Linked DNA regions of Mus musculus: region 1 is linked to region 2. Evidence: chromatin contacts called from public promoter capture Hi-C data. All regions are on one chromosome and are shown on one strand. Each heading gives the region's core, a stretch centred on a gene start, on an enhancer-like site or on the middle of the called end of the contact. The rest is flanking DNA. Distances are from core to core; before and after follow the strand shown. Region 1 holds the start of Rgs5 (regulator of G-protein signaling 5). Region 2 has its middle 240 kb from the start of Lmx1a.

What was found. Promoter capture Hi-C pulls out the DNA fragments that hold promoters and counts their contacts.
Region 1: a contact with region 2 is called in a promoter capture Hi-C map of second pharyngeal arch cranial neural crest, with 7 times the contacts expected there. The contact joins the promoter of Rgs5 here to the enhancer-like site in region 2. A contact is called at or near these places in 4 of 39 promoter capture datasets (hippocampal neurons, liver, maxillary cranial neural crest and 1 more) and 1 of 9 other capture datasets (embryonic stem cells).

The regions. Positions count from the first base shown.
Region 1 is chr1:169,651,620-169,658,115 of GRCm38.p6, forward strand. It overlaps Rgs5 (regulator of G-protein signaling 5), which reads left to right and starts at 3,882. Exons shown (of 5, transcript NM_009063.4): 1 at 3,882-4,002. The coding sequence starts at 3,959.
Region 2 is chr1:167,927,120-167,933,605 of GRCm38.p6, forward strand. No RefSeq gene overlaps it. Among named protein-coding and RNA genes, the nearest start is that of Lmx1a, 240 kb to the left of the region's middle. Within about 2 kb of position 3,117, at least 61 of the 459 cell types and tissues checked have an H3K27ac peak or open chromatin away from gene starts, as enhancers often do. A contact at or near this core is called in second pharyngeal arch cranial neural crest, where this site is marked.

The DNA.
Region 1 (6,496 bases), core at 2,632-5,131, 1.7 Mb after region 2:
TCTATGCATATATGTCTCTTGTACTGTGGGAGTCTTGTAAGGATTAGTGGGCATTAGATCTTTGCAAGTCTGTACTCAGTCACTTAATGTTAAACATAAGTGAATCCATTTTGTGTGGCTTGAAATAATGTACTTCCTGTAAAAACAGGAGCTTGCTACTAGGCACCTCTGATAAGAGATAGGCCCCAGAGGCAAGATCTGGTGTGTTCATAGGATAGCTCAAATATGAACAGAGATCAAGACAGGTTTTGACATGTTAAGGACCTAACCTTAAGGTGACACTGATAGGTTGGTGAGCCAGACTCGAGCTGTGAGCCCTGACAGCACAAAGCTACTGGCCAATGAGATTATACAAAACATGGAACTTTGGAGATTATCTCTAGGACTGCATTGCTCTGTTCCCAAGACATGTCTTCTCTAGCCTATGTGTTGCTGCCCATCGGCAAGAGGGCTTGAAATGCGTCTGTGTGTGCCCCTGGCTTTGGTGACCATTGAACTTCCAGCACCATTGCTGGACTCACATATGGCTACCTGTCAGTGATAGATAGCTGCTGGCTGGACACTCTCAAGGACATCCGGGACCTCCACCAAAGCCATCCTCCCGTGGCCTGTCATAGCTGAAGGACTTCATGGCAGACTTGGGTTGAGCTTGCAAACTTCTGATTCATCTTCACTGAAGCACTCTCCAGGGACCTGCAGCAGCATTTTCTCCCCAGCCACATGCTCCCTGCTCAAGGAAATGTCTGCTTAACTCTTATACTAATGTGATATTATAAGAAATGTTTGCATGAATAAAACTGAGCATGTTTGAAAGCCAGATCTTGTGTGGACATCCTAATTGCTGAGTGCCTCATAGCCCACAGGCTATGTATGCTCTCTGCACTTCATTTTTAAATTAGTATTATTCTTGGTTTCTTTCTTTGTTCTGTAAAGCCTTGTTTTGTTATTATGTTTTTGTAAGACCTTATAGCTTCACAAAAGCTATAAGACACTCTACAGAAAGTCTCTGAAAAGAGAACCTGTCTTAGTTAGGGCTTTATTGCTGTGAAGGGACACCCATGACCACAGCAACTCTTAGAAAAGAAAACATTTAATTGGGGCTGGCTGTCAGTTTCAGAGGTTCAGTCCTTTATCATCATGGTGGAAAACATGGCAGTGTACAGGCAGACATGGTGCTGGAAATGGAGGCCAGTGTCTTCATCTTAATGTGCAGGCAGCTAGGAGAAACTGTGAAACACTGGTCAGACTTGAGCTTCTAAGACCTCAAACCTGCCCCCAGTGGCACACTTCCTCTACCAAGGACACGCCTACTCCAACAAAGCCATGCCCCCTAATAGTATGGCTCACTATGGACCAAGCTTTTACATGCAAGAGTCTCCAGGGGTGATATCTATTCAAACCACGACAGAACCTAAACAACATTTTTAGCGTGCTAGGGCATTACCCATAGAACCAACAAGAAGGACCCCAGTTACCCCTAATCTTAGAGGTACTCCTATATCTCTTAGGGCTCCCTTAGAATTGGCCCAAAGGTTTTACTGACACTAACCTCTTGACATCTCTCCTTCCTCCCATCCAACATGGGATCAAATCAGACTAAGCAGGATGAATCTAATTGGGGTTATTGTCAGGTCCAAAGGAAACTCCATTTTCCCAGACTCTAAAACGAAGGGATAAATGGCTATCTGCGGTGCCTATTAACACATGCTGGCCTCCAGGATCACTTGGTCTCACGAGAACCTGTCACACATTCCAGAGTCCATGCTAGCTAGCATCCTGGCCCTTCTCACCCCCTCCACTCCCCTAAACTTCCCCAGCCCAAGGCTTCCCTCCCTGTGGCTACAGCTACTCATTGTCCTTAGTACCTTGATGTCTTCCATATGCTCAGTCTCTGTCTTCCTCTCTCAGTCACTCCCTCTCTGTCCCTGTCTCCCTCCTCCTCATCTCTGCTCTCCTTCTCTCTCTGTCCCTTTCTTCCTCTCAGCTCTGTTCCTGCTTCTGTCATGCCCAGGTCCAGTCTGCTGGGCATGTTCAGTTTAATTTCTCTCTCTGCTCTGGCCGCTTCTAGACACCCCTGGCTGTTCTCTCCTTCATAGCTACAATAAACCCCCCTTCTTACCCATACCATAGAGTGGCCGTGCTGTCAGTTTATACAGTTGCCAGGGACAGTGGAAAACAAACCATCAGATGCTTAATCATGGCTTCAGAGAACATTGTGCAGAGACAAGGAGGAAAGCTGTCAGGATTGAAATGGAGTCACACGGGGCAGAATAGTGGCTGCTTGAAATCTCACGACTTGGGAGGCTGGCAAGGAACAGAAGTTTGAGGACAGCCTGCATGTCATAGTACCAAGACACCTCTCTCTCTCTCTCTCTCTCTCTCTCTCTCTCTCTCTCTCTCTCTCTCTCTCTCTCCCTCCCTCCCTCCCTCCCTCCCTCCCTCCCTCCCTCCCTCCCTCTCCCTCTCCCTCTCCCTCTCCCCCCACCCCCAGACAGGGTTTATCTATATAGTACTGGCTGTCCTGGAACTCACTCTGTAGACCAGGCTGGCCTTGAACTCAGAAATCCGCTTGCCTCTGCCTTCCCGGCGCTGGTGTGCCACCACAGCCCTGCTCAAGACCCTTTTCAGGCTAACAGAATGCATTTGTTTGTTCCAGACTTTCCGAAAGAAGCTAAAACCAGGAGTTATGCAGAGACGGTTCTTAGCAGGGAGCTTGACACCCTGAGTGTATTCTAACCTTGGTTCCTTCTCCTGTTCCCTTTGGGGTTTTTGTTTTCAGTCACAGGCCTATCTCACCTCAACCCTGAGGTGTTAAAGCAAAGGGGGACCAGGAGGTTATGGACTTATCTGCCAGGAACAAACCTTCTAAGGAGACACTTGTGTTCCCCTCTTTGACAACCTGACTGCTGACTGTTAAAGAACTCCAAGCTATTACTGCCCCCTCCCTCTCCCCAATCTCCTTCAGGGAGAGGAAACGGCTGAAGCCCTGGGGGCATCCAGAACAGGAATTTGTCTCCTGGAAAAAAGATTTACAGCTTGTGCAATGACCTTGACCTTGTGTCAGACTGGCTTGTGGGAAAGACCCAATGTTGAGACATTAGTGGGCAGGGGAACCTCATTTTGCCTTTTCTCTTTAGCTAGGTGTGTCCCTTGCTTTCTGTTTATGCCCTCCCTCCTGTCAGGCCTGTAGTAGATAGACTAGGGTCACACTGAGCAAATCTCCTTTTTCTGCTCTTCACCATTAACTTGGCTCCCTTAATGGACTCACTGAAGAAAAGACCTGATTAGGACTTGTTGGGCACACAGGCTGTGACCCCCTAGGTCTAGTGAAGATGTGCCAGGGCAGTTGTTGCTTACACCTAACTGCACCAATGTAAGACACACCTGCATCATCAGAGCCTGGACTGGTCCTTTTACCTCGGAATTCCTAGCACCCATCTGAGTGCTCAGGAGATGAGAGATCCTCAGCTAAACACTCTCTCCACCGTGAAAAGAAGCCGTTTCCTCCCCTGTGAGTGGGTTTAGTGTTTGTATCCCAGGACCCTTGGCAGATCTGAAATGGCTCAGGGTACCTTGCTTTCAAAGAAAGCCCACATCGTCGTTCTGGCTAACGTCAAATTTCAGTCTTCAGGCACTAATGATCTTATCTCAGTTTAGGCTCCAACACAGCCCTAACTAAACAAACAAGAGACTGTGGGGACAGAAGCCACCAGAAACATGCCCCAGCAGTGCCTGAAGTCAGGAAAGACTCCCAGCCCCCACCGAAGGCAAACTGCTGCTGAGCTCCAGCCCACAATTTTCGCCCAGGCTGCTGATTGGTCCTCGGAGCCACGGAGCTGTGAGAGAGCTTGTATATATTCCTCAAAGGGAAAGGCTGCCCCAGATTATTGAAGTTTCCACAGACGGTCAGCTGTTGAGAGGTTCGTGCTCAAGTTGAGGATCTAAGCCGCCAGCCAAAATGTGTAAGGGACTGGCAGCTCTGCCGCACTCATGCCTGGAAAGGTGAGAACTGAAATTCTTCAGTGTAGGAGATGAAAATGTGGTGAGCCTTCACTCAAGGGAGGATGCCCAGAGGCTCTGCGGGATGGGGTCCCGCTGAGATGAAACTGATGCTTGGTAATAGACTTGGCTTTGTCTTGTCTGTAGCAGTACTGAGATTTGGAAAGATCTGAGCTAGAGATTCAAAAGGAGATAATCCATGGTCATTTAATATACAGAGTACCAGAGCGCTGTTCCCCCCAACCCCCAGAGGGTGTGTGTGTGTGTGTGTGTGTGTGTGTGTGTGTGCGCGCTAGAAAGAAGGTAACTCCCAACACCGAAAAATAAAAGTATCTGGGTTTGAATTCTGTCTCCCCTACATATTTCCTGGGTAGCTTGAAGCAATTTCTTTAACCTCTCACTTTGCACATCTGTAAAGTGGAAATGGGAAGCATGTCTATCTCACAGGGTGGTTTTGAGGACTGAGTGAGTGAGTGGTCATGTGTGGGAAGTGCTCAGAAGAATGTCTGACACAGTAAACTGTGGGAAAAGTGATCTTCATTCACACAGAGAGATTGGGGTAATGAGGACTCTGCAGGCAGTTTGCAGTGGGGCAGAGGGGGCTTCCCATTATTCCCTATTCATTAGATAGGAGTAGCTTGGTTACTGGGGGAAAAAAAGTCCCTGAGACACAGGGTTTGTCTATTACCTGGAGCTCTGAGACACATGGTTGTCTAGGACTGTGTTGTGGTCTATAGAAAAATCCTATATCTAAAGTCGTCATCTTACTACAAACTTAACAACCCAATACCCGACATGATCTGTGTAGGTAGAAAGGTTCTGCTCTGTAGAGTCCTGATTGATTTTACTTTGACCCTCAACCATTAAAGGGAGTAAAACTGATTCTTGCACAGCCTCCTCTGTCCCCAAGGGTCAATGTCTGTCTGAGAAAGTCATACTGTTTAATGGGCCACCAAAGACTTTTACCTATTTAAAATGTCACATTTTCTTTGACGTTTTTCATTACAGCAATAAATTTTAAGTGATTTTTTTAAAAGAAGAAACAATGGAACATATTCCCTAGAGTCAGAGATGTAAATGTTTTAAATAGATGAAGATAGAAGGAACCAATAGCAGTGACATCTGTAGCTGTATCCACCAGACCAGGGGGAGAGAAGTGGATTCCAGGACTGGGAATTGTTCATTATTCCCACACCCCATGCCTCCCACCTCTCCTACAGAGAGCTCCAGATAGGTGCAGTGCTTAGAACTGAGTGGCATCCCAACTTCTTTGAAGACCAGATGATCCACCTTTGCTTTCTCTCCAACTGTGAGAGTCACACGTTGATCGTTGACCGTGCACAGCATAGAGGGATGAGTGAGCATGGTGAGCCTTTAGCTTACTTGGTATTTGCGTTGAACATCATTAATGCAGTGGATGGAGCTTACATCATTACACTGGGTGAACAGTTGATGCTGTTTATGTGATAGTCTGCAAGGGTTGGGGCATCTTGATATTGTTACTCCTCTTGCCCTAAGTTTTTATGGGAATAATATAGTTTTTAGAGAGCTATAGTGGTGGTATTTTTGCAATTATTTCTTTTACTATCATGTATTGGATTCATTAGCAACATTGGAATTTATTTATTTTTACATTTATCATTTATTCACTAAAGCTGGGACTTTCCAGTTGGGGACTGGTGTTGTTCTTGCTGGAAATGTATGCATTTGAAACCCACTGTAGCTGATAACACATCGCGGAATTCATAATGTTAAGAACACAGCAAACTAATAATGTAGAGGAGAGGCCACTGAGAAACTGTGGATTCTTACTGATGAAACCGTTTCAGTTATTTCAAGCCTGTGCACATCTCTTAGGCATTTGGATGACAAGCCACACCCTGCTCACAGGATAGTGTGCCCCAGGTAGGAAGGTAAATGAGGATGCACATCACGGAGTGCTATGGACCAGCAGGGAGGAATAAATGCAGAGTACTACTAGAAGTCTAAGACTGAGGACTGGATGGGCCTCAGAGCTTTTGATAGTTGGGGAGGACTTCACAAGGGGTTAAGAAAATGATGCTTAAACTACTGTTACAAGGCAGAAGAGTCAGGCATGTCTGTGTAGGAGAAAGAGATGTGAGGGATGCCTTTAAGGCCAAGGGGACAGGCTGCAAATACAAACAAGGACATAAGAGGGTACAGATAGTTTGGCCAGTGTTAATATAACCTGTACCAGCACTCAGGCAACATATGTTTTTGTTGTGTGTCCACTGTGAGGACATCCCATCACTGACTCTCAAGGTCCTTCCTCTGTTGGAGTCTACCACCTCCCATCAGCACCTCCTGCAGAGCAAGCATTTTGTGTGGATCTTTGGGGAGGCATTTAAGATACAAACCACAGCAGGGCTTAGTGGGTGGTTCTTATGGGACCCCTCCCCTCACTGTGTTTCATATTCCACCATCTGTAATGAGATCCTTGGGTACATGTTTATCAAGGAGGGACACCTCCAAGTTT
Region 2 (6,486 bases), core at 1,867-4,366:
TCTATGGCGGGGAAGACTGGAAATCAATATTTGTTTCCTGATAATGGGAGTTAAAAACAGAGAATTGGTTATTTCACCCCTTGACTTTTCAAAAAACAAAAAAACAAAAAACAAAACAAAAACAAAAACCAAAAACCTTCCCTCGCATCAAATCCTTTAATTAAATGGATGAACCACAAAGTTTAAAAGAAAGAGCATCATTATGTAGCTAACTGAAACTGTGGAGTAGAAAATGAAAGATGGGAGAAGGCAGAACAGACGGAGGTAGCAGAGAGCCTGCTGGAGCTCTGCGATGCCGATGCAGCTCAGGGTAAGAGAAACAAAGCCAGATGGTCAGCTGACTACAGACATGGTGGATTGAGCTCCTTGCCTCCATGGACCGGTGAGAGGATAAGCTCACTCCACTGTCCTACCCACAATGCCCCTCTCGTTCGTGCCGCCGCCGCTCTTTCATTACTGCCAGCCTCTCTCTTGCCCGGCTGGTATCCCTGCTCTGTGTGCCTGGAATAGCTCACTCATTGCCTCTCTGATGGATCACTATCTCTCGTTAAAGTCGGAGGATACATTCAAGTTAGTTTCTAGAGCATCACACACTAGCTAAGCTGGGTGTTTGGCACACAATAACTTTCTGGTTCCTTTTAATTCCTTCCACCTGTCCCATGAGCTACTCCATCAGCATCGGGATGCCTCTTGGACTGTTGTGCTCACACTCTCCTTTGTCCTTTGGCATGTCACCCTGTCCACCCTGCACTGTCCAAATATGTGCTAATGAACCATGACAAAGATGCACCCTTAACCTTGAAGGGTACATCTTGAGGATCTGTCCTTTGACGGACACCCACAGAATGGATGGATTCCTCCTTATATAGTGGGAATGTCAGAATGCTTGGACCCAAAGTATAGAGGTATAGAAGAGACTGAATCGTCCCCTCCCCACCTTTGGTTCCCTGGTCTAAGGACTGGAACCAGACACTGTCCCGGCCACTCTGGGAAAGGCCAGTGCCACCTGCTGGTGGAGCTAGTCTGAGCTCACATCCTCCTCTGAGCTCCCATGGTGGAGCCAGTCCCAGCAACACATCCTCATCTGCTAAGGTGGCAGCCCTGCAGGGGGCTAATGAGAAGGGAGGTGGAAGGCAGGAGCTTCCATGGCACAAGTAATTATAGCGCCTCAAGCTGCTGACAGGGCAGTCAGCTGCAGGGCTGCTGGCAATGGTGACTGCTGTTACTGCGCCACAAAGTCTCTCCCTCCTAATGAGGTTATTACTACCCCACTGGCTGATGGGACCCTCAGGCCTCTCCTCGTTATGCCTTCCTGCCTGTAGGTCCAGGCTAGCCTTCCAGACAGCCTCAAGGTCTAGTCAGTATAGTAAAAAGGAGCGCTCGCTTGCACATGGCATTCACTTGGTGCGTCTTTGCTCAGTCTTGGCTGGCTTCTGGACTGAGCAGGGGTGTGAAGATGCCTGTAGTGCCCAGGAATCTTAATGACCTGTGCTGCCCTTTGCTGGGGCGTTGTTAGTGGCTCCTGACTGATGCTTCTCTCTCATGCCTTTAATTCTCTTGGGGGGGTCTCTCTCCATGACTTCTCACCTGGGTTGGAATGCATCCTTCCTACCAGTTCTCAGCTTCAGTGTTTTGTGTGAATCCCACTTACCTATGCTATAACACACTGCCTGCCATGGTGGTGGCTTCAGCCTGAGCCTGTAAGAGTTATTGAATGAGGAGAGGGTATGATGGGAGTGGGGGACGAGGGGTGGTGGTGTGGGGGATAAGGCACTTGCCAGCAGGCACTTCTCAAGCAGGTATGCAGGCCTGAGTTCAGTCCCCAGCACCCAAGCAAAAAGACGAACGCAATAGCAAAAGCTGCGTGGGGAGCCGGAGGCAGTCAGATCCCCGAGACTGCCTGGATAGCTCTGTATCATCATTGGTAAAGCCCAGGTCCCGGGGAGTGACCCTGTCTCAAAATGCAAGGAGGGTTAGCAGCTGCAATTAACTTCTGGCCTGCACACACATACCAGCTTGCATACAGACAAGTTAGGAGAATGAACCAAAGAGTTAGCTGCCTAGCTTGAGTGGGAAATCTACAGCAGCTTCACAGAGAGGCTCACAGAAGAGCCGTCCCTGTGCGAGTTGAAATCTCCCCACCCTCTCTTAGACACACACACACACACACACACACACACACACACACACACACACACACCATCACTGCATTTTGACAACCCTAGATCTCTTGGTTAGGATTTCTAGCTCTTTCCTGGGGTCAAGCCCATTCTGAGGGGCAGATACTGCCCAGCCTGACATCTCTCTCCATCTTTTTTTGCAAATTACCTCTCTTGCCATTCTTTTCCAGCCCCTGCCTTTACCCTACATCTTTCAGTGCTAGAACAGACAGGGAAGCTAGTATTCCTTCCGAACCTAATGACTTCAGTGGATGTCTCAAAGAGGATTTCTGGTTGTTTGACAATGACCGTGCTCCACGCCCTTTGCAGACCTTAAACCCCCCTTCCCCCCCCCCCCCACAGCAATCTCCTGGCCCTGTCTGGATGACACCGGGAAGAAAGAACAGGATACCAATGGCCAAAACCTTGGAACAAAGGCATGGACCCTGGCAGGAATCAGCCCAAGCTCTCTGCAGGCAACTCAACCTGAAGCTGCCTGGGTTCAGTGAAACGCCCCGCCGCGCTCCACCTCTCTCAACAGCTGGCCCGCGTGTCACAGCCAATTAGGCTTTGGAGGGAGTGAGAGAGAAAGGAGTGACACCGTGTATTGACCCCCGCTGTCACGGGGCAGATGTGGAGGCCAGCACGCGGCCCCCGCGCGGCCACGCCGCTAATTAATCACCTTGGCCACCGAGTCGTGACAGCGCTTTGCTTTGCGCGATGCCAGGAGCCTGGCACCTGCAGAGAGACGCACTCGCAGGCAGGGGGCCCTACACCAGCCATCCCCCTTCCTCCACTGGCCCTCCAAGCCGGGTTTCTGGCAAGTTCTCATTGCAACTGTAGTGTTAAAAGGAAAGGCAGAACAAACTTTCCAAAGTCAGTGATTATTACACACATCGCAGGGTGGAGGAGCTCGTGAGCAAGGCAGACACAGAGGGCCGTGCTCAGATGCAGAGGGAGGAGCTAGGAGAACCGAAGCAGAGCATGCTCTTTCTGAGTAAGCTTGTACAAATGGGACTGTGCACCCTAGGACAGCAGCTCCTGAGACACAAAATTGGGTTTATCTGAGCACAAGAACAGAGTTTCTTATCCTTTGTGTTCCAACTTTGGGCACAGTGTACCATGCAGACGTGCATTTATAAATAGTCAAAAAAGGAATAAGACAGCTGGCTGTTACTTTCAAGGAGCTCCTGGCCAGCTGTGGACATAGGCACACACCAGGTCATTCATTGCATGGCAGCCCGCACTGCAGAGTCTGGTGTGTTGGAGGGGTGGGCATGGGTGTAGAATAAGGGCCAAGAAGAGCGACAACAACCTGTGTTTCAACTGCAGGACATTCAAGTGATCCTGTTTGGTGGACAGGGGCAAGTCTTAAGTGAATCATACCTTATTCCTATTAAAACTCAATAGCTTTTCTCCTACAGGTAAAGTCTGCACCCAGCCATTTCCAAACTGATTGCAGACAAGGCTGTCTGGGCCAATGGGAAGCATTGGAGAAGACTGTGCATCTATGTGGGTGTGAACTTTTTGTTGTGTGTTTGTTTGTTTGTTTGTTTGTTTGTTGTTTGACACTGAGACCTATTACCCACATAGGCTTATTGGAAGGAATATCAATTCAGTGTGAGGAGGAGTGAGTTCAGGTGTACTGACTGTGGTGGTTTGAATATGCTTGGCCCACAAGGAGTGGAACTGTTAGGAGGTGTGGCTTTGATGGAGAAAGTTTGTCATTGTAGGGGTGGGGTTTGAGACCCTCCTCCTAGCTACCTGGGAGTCAGTCTTCTCCTGTCTGCCTTTGGATCAAGATGTAGAACTCTCAACTCCTCCTCTACCATGCTTGCCTGGATGCTGCCATGCTTCCTACCATGATGATAATGGACTGAACCTCAGTACCTGTAAGCCAGCCCCAACTAAATGTTGTCTAAGAGTTGACTTGGTCACAGTGTCTGTTCACAGCAATGAAAACCCTGACTAAGATACTGATCAATGTGCAAAGAGCAAGAGACTATGGAGTGTTCAGCCACAATGGGGCATCTGTGTTACCCCTACCCCAAGACTTAGGGAACACAGTGGAAAAGGTGGCCAAAATATGTCAAGAGCCAGAAGTCTTCAAAGGCTGCTGCAAAATAATGTCTTTTGGAAGCAGCAAGGCCTTTGCACTCACAAGCTCTCAGAAGCTGTAGTTTGTGGTGCAAATCCACAAATCTGATGTGAGACCAGGACAGTCAATGCCCCAACATGAAGAAGGAAGGGCTCAGGAGGCCCCATCTCTAGTTAAGGCGCTAAAGGCAATTGGCGAATACTGGAAGGGGGGTCAATTTTCTCCAGCAGTGTGGCCTGTGGTAGGGGGTTCATGTTCCAATAGACGGTGCCCCACACCCGTGCACATATAGGCAGCAGTAACTGGTCTCAGTGGGTTGAGAAAGAGACAGAGACACAGATGGGGGGATGGGTACAGAGGTAGGGAGAGAGGATAAAAATTAGGAGGGGGTTGTGGGGGCTCTGCAAGAAGTCAGAAGGTGAATATGGGTATGCCCTAAGTACTTGACAGTTGTGTATTAAGTTGAAAGACAATAAATATGTTAAAAAGGTTGAAACATAGCCTCATCAACTTGTTCCTCAGTATATCTGTAGATGCCTCCTTTGGACATAATTTTTATTTTGCTGATTAACTTTTGAATGAGGAACCAAATTAAACATTAAAAAAACAAAGCACAGTGAATTGGTCTGAGGGGGGGATGGGAAAAATGGGAAAAGGGACCCCACAAAACAGAGCACAGCATGTATGACCTCCACCTGCAAAGTGTGCAGTCTTAGTTGATGCTGCTGCAGCCAAGTAAAATCAGTTGCCTCCATCTGCTTCAGGGAGGCAGCCCCTTTGGTGATGCCTGTAGCCTGCAGCCCCTCAGAGCCTTCAAGATATCTTTCTAGAGGGAAAGACTGAGATGTCTCCCCAGACCTAAGGGAAAAGGTTTCTGGTTTAAAAGACAAAGACTCCATCTAGTGGTTGAATGAAACATCGCAGCTCCTGTGTCACAATTTCAAATTGAAGAACTTTATTAAAGGATTACAGCATTAGGAGGGTTGAGAACCACTGCTGTAAACTGAATGTATCCCTCCTGCCCCTATACACAGCCCTTCATAGGCTACAGTGGCACTTCACAGAGGAGACAAGGAAGGCACTATCTTAAGCCGTCACATATCTGATTTTTGGATTGTCATTTCCAATTGAGACTCGAGTTTCTCCTGAGGGCACAGCAGAGCGTGCAAGAGGTCACTCCAAAGTTCACAAAATCTCTTTGCCATCGTGCCTACTGTGATGGTTTGTATATGCTTGGTCCAGGGAGTGGCACTACTAGGAGGAGAGGTCTTGTTGGAGTAGATGTGGCCTTGTTGGAGTAGGTGTGCACAGTGGGCGTGGACTTTTAGACCCTTGCCTGGGAGCCAGTCTTCTCCTGTTTGCCTTCAAAACAAGGTGTTGAACCCTCAGCTCCTTCTGCACCATACCTGCCTGGGAGCAGCCGTGTTCCTGCCTGGATGATAATGGACTGAACCTCTGAAACTGTAAGCCAGCCCCAATTAAACGTTGTTCTTATAAGATTTTGTGGTACATTTACACAATGGAGTACTACTCAGCTATTAAAAAGAATGAATTTATGAAATTCCTAGGCAAATGGATGGACCTGGAGGGCATCATCCTGAGTGAGGTAACACATTCACAAAGGAACTCACACAATATGTACTCACTGATAAGTGGATATTAGCCCCAAACCTAGGATACCCAAGATATAAGATACAATTTGCTAAACACATGAACCTCAAGAAGAATGAAGACTGAAGTGTGGACACTATGCCCCTTCTTAGAATTGGGAACAAAACACCCATGGAAGGAGTTACAGAGACAAAGTTTGGAGCTGAGACGAAAGGATGGACCATCTAGTGATTGCCATATCCAGGGATCCACCCCATAATCAGCCTCCAAATGCTGACACCACTGTATACACTAGCAAGATTTTGCTGAAAGGATCCAGATGTAGCTGTCTCTTGTGAGGCTATGCCAGGGCCTAGCAAACACAGAAGTGGATGCTCACAGTCAGCTATTGGATGGATCACAGGGCTCCCAATGGAGGAGCTAGAGAAAGTACCCAAGGAGCTAAAGGGATCTGCAACCCTATAGGTAGAACAACATTATGAACTAACCAGTACCCCGGAGCTCTTGACTCTAGCTGCATATGTATCAAAAGATGGCCTAGTCGGCCATCACTGGAAAGAAAGGCCCATTGGACTTGCAAACTTTATATGCCCCAGTACAGGGGAACGCCAGGGCCAA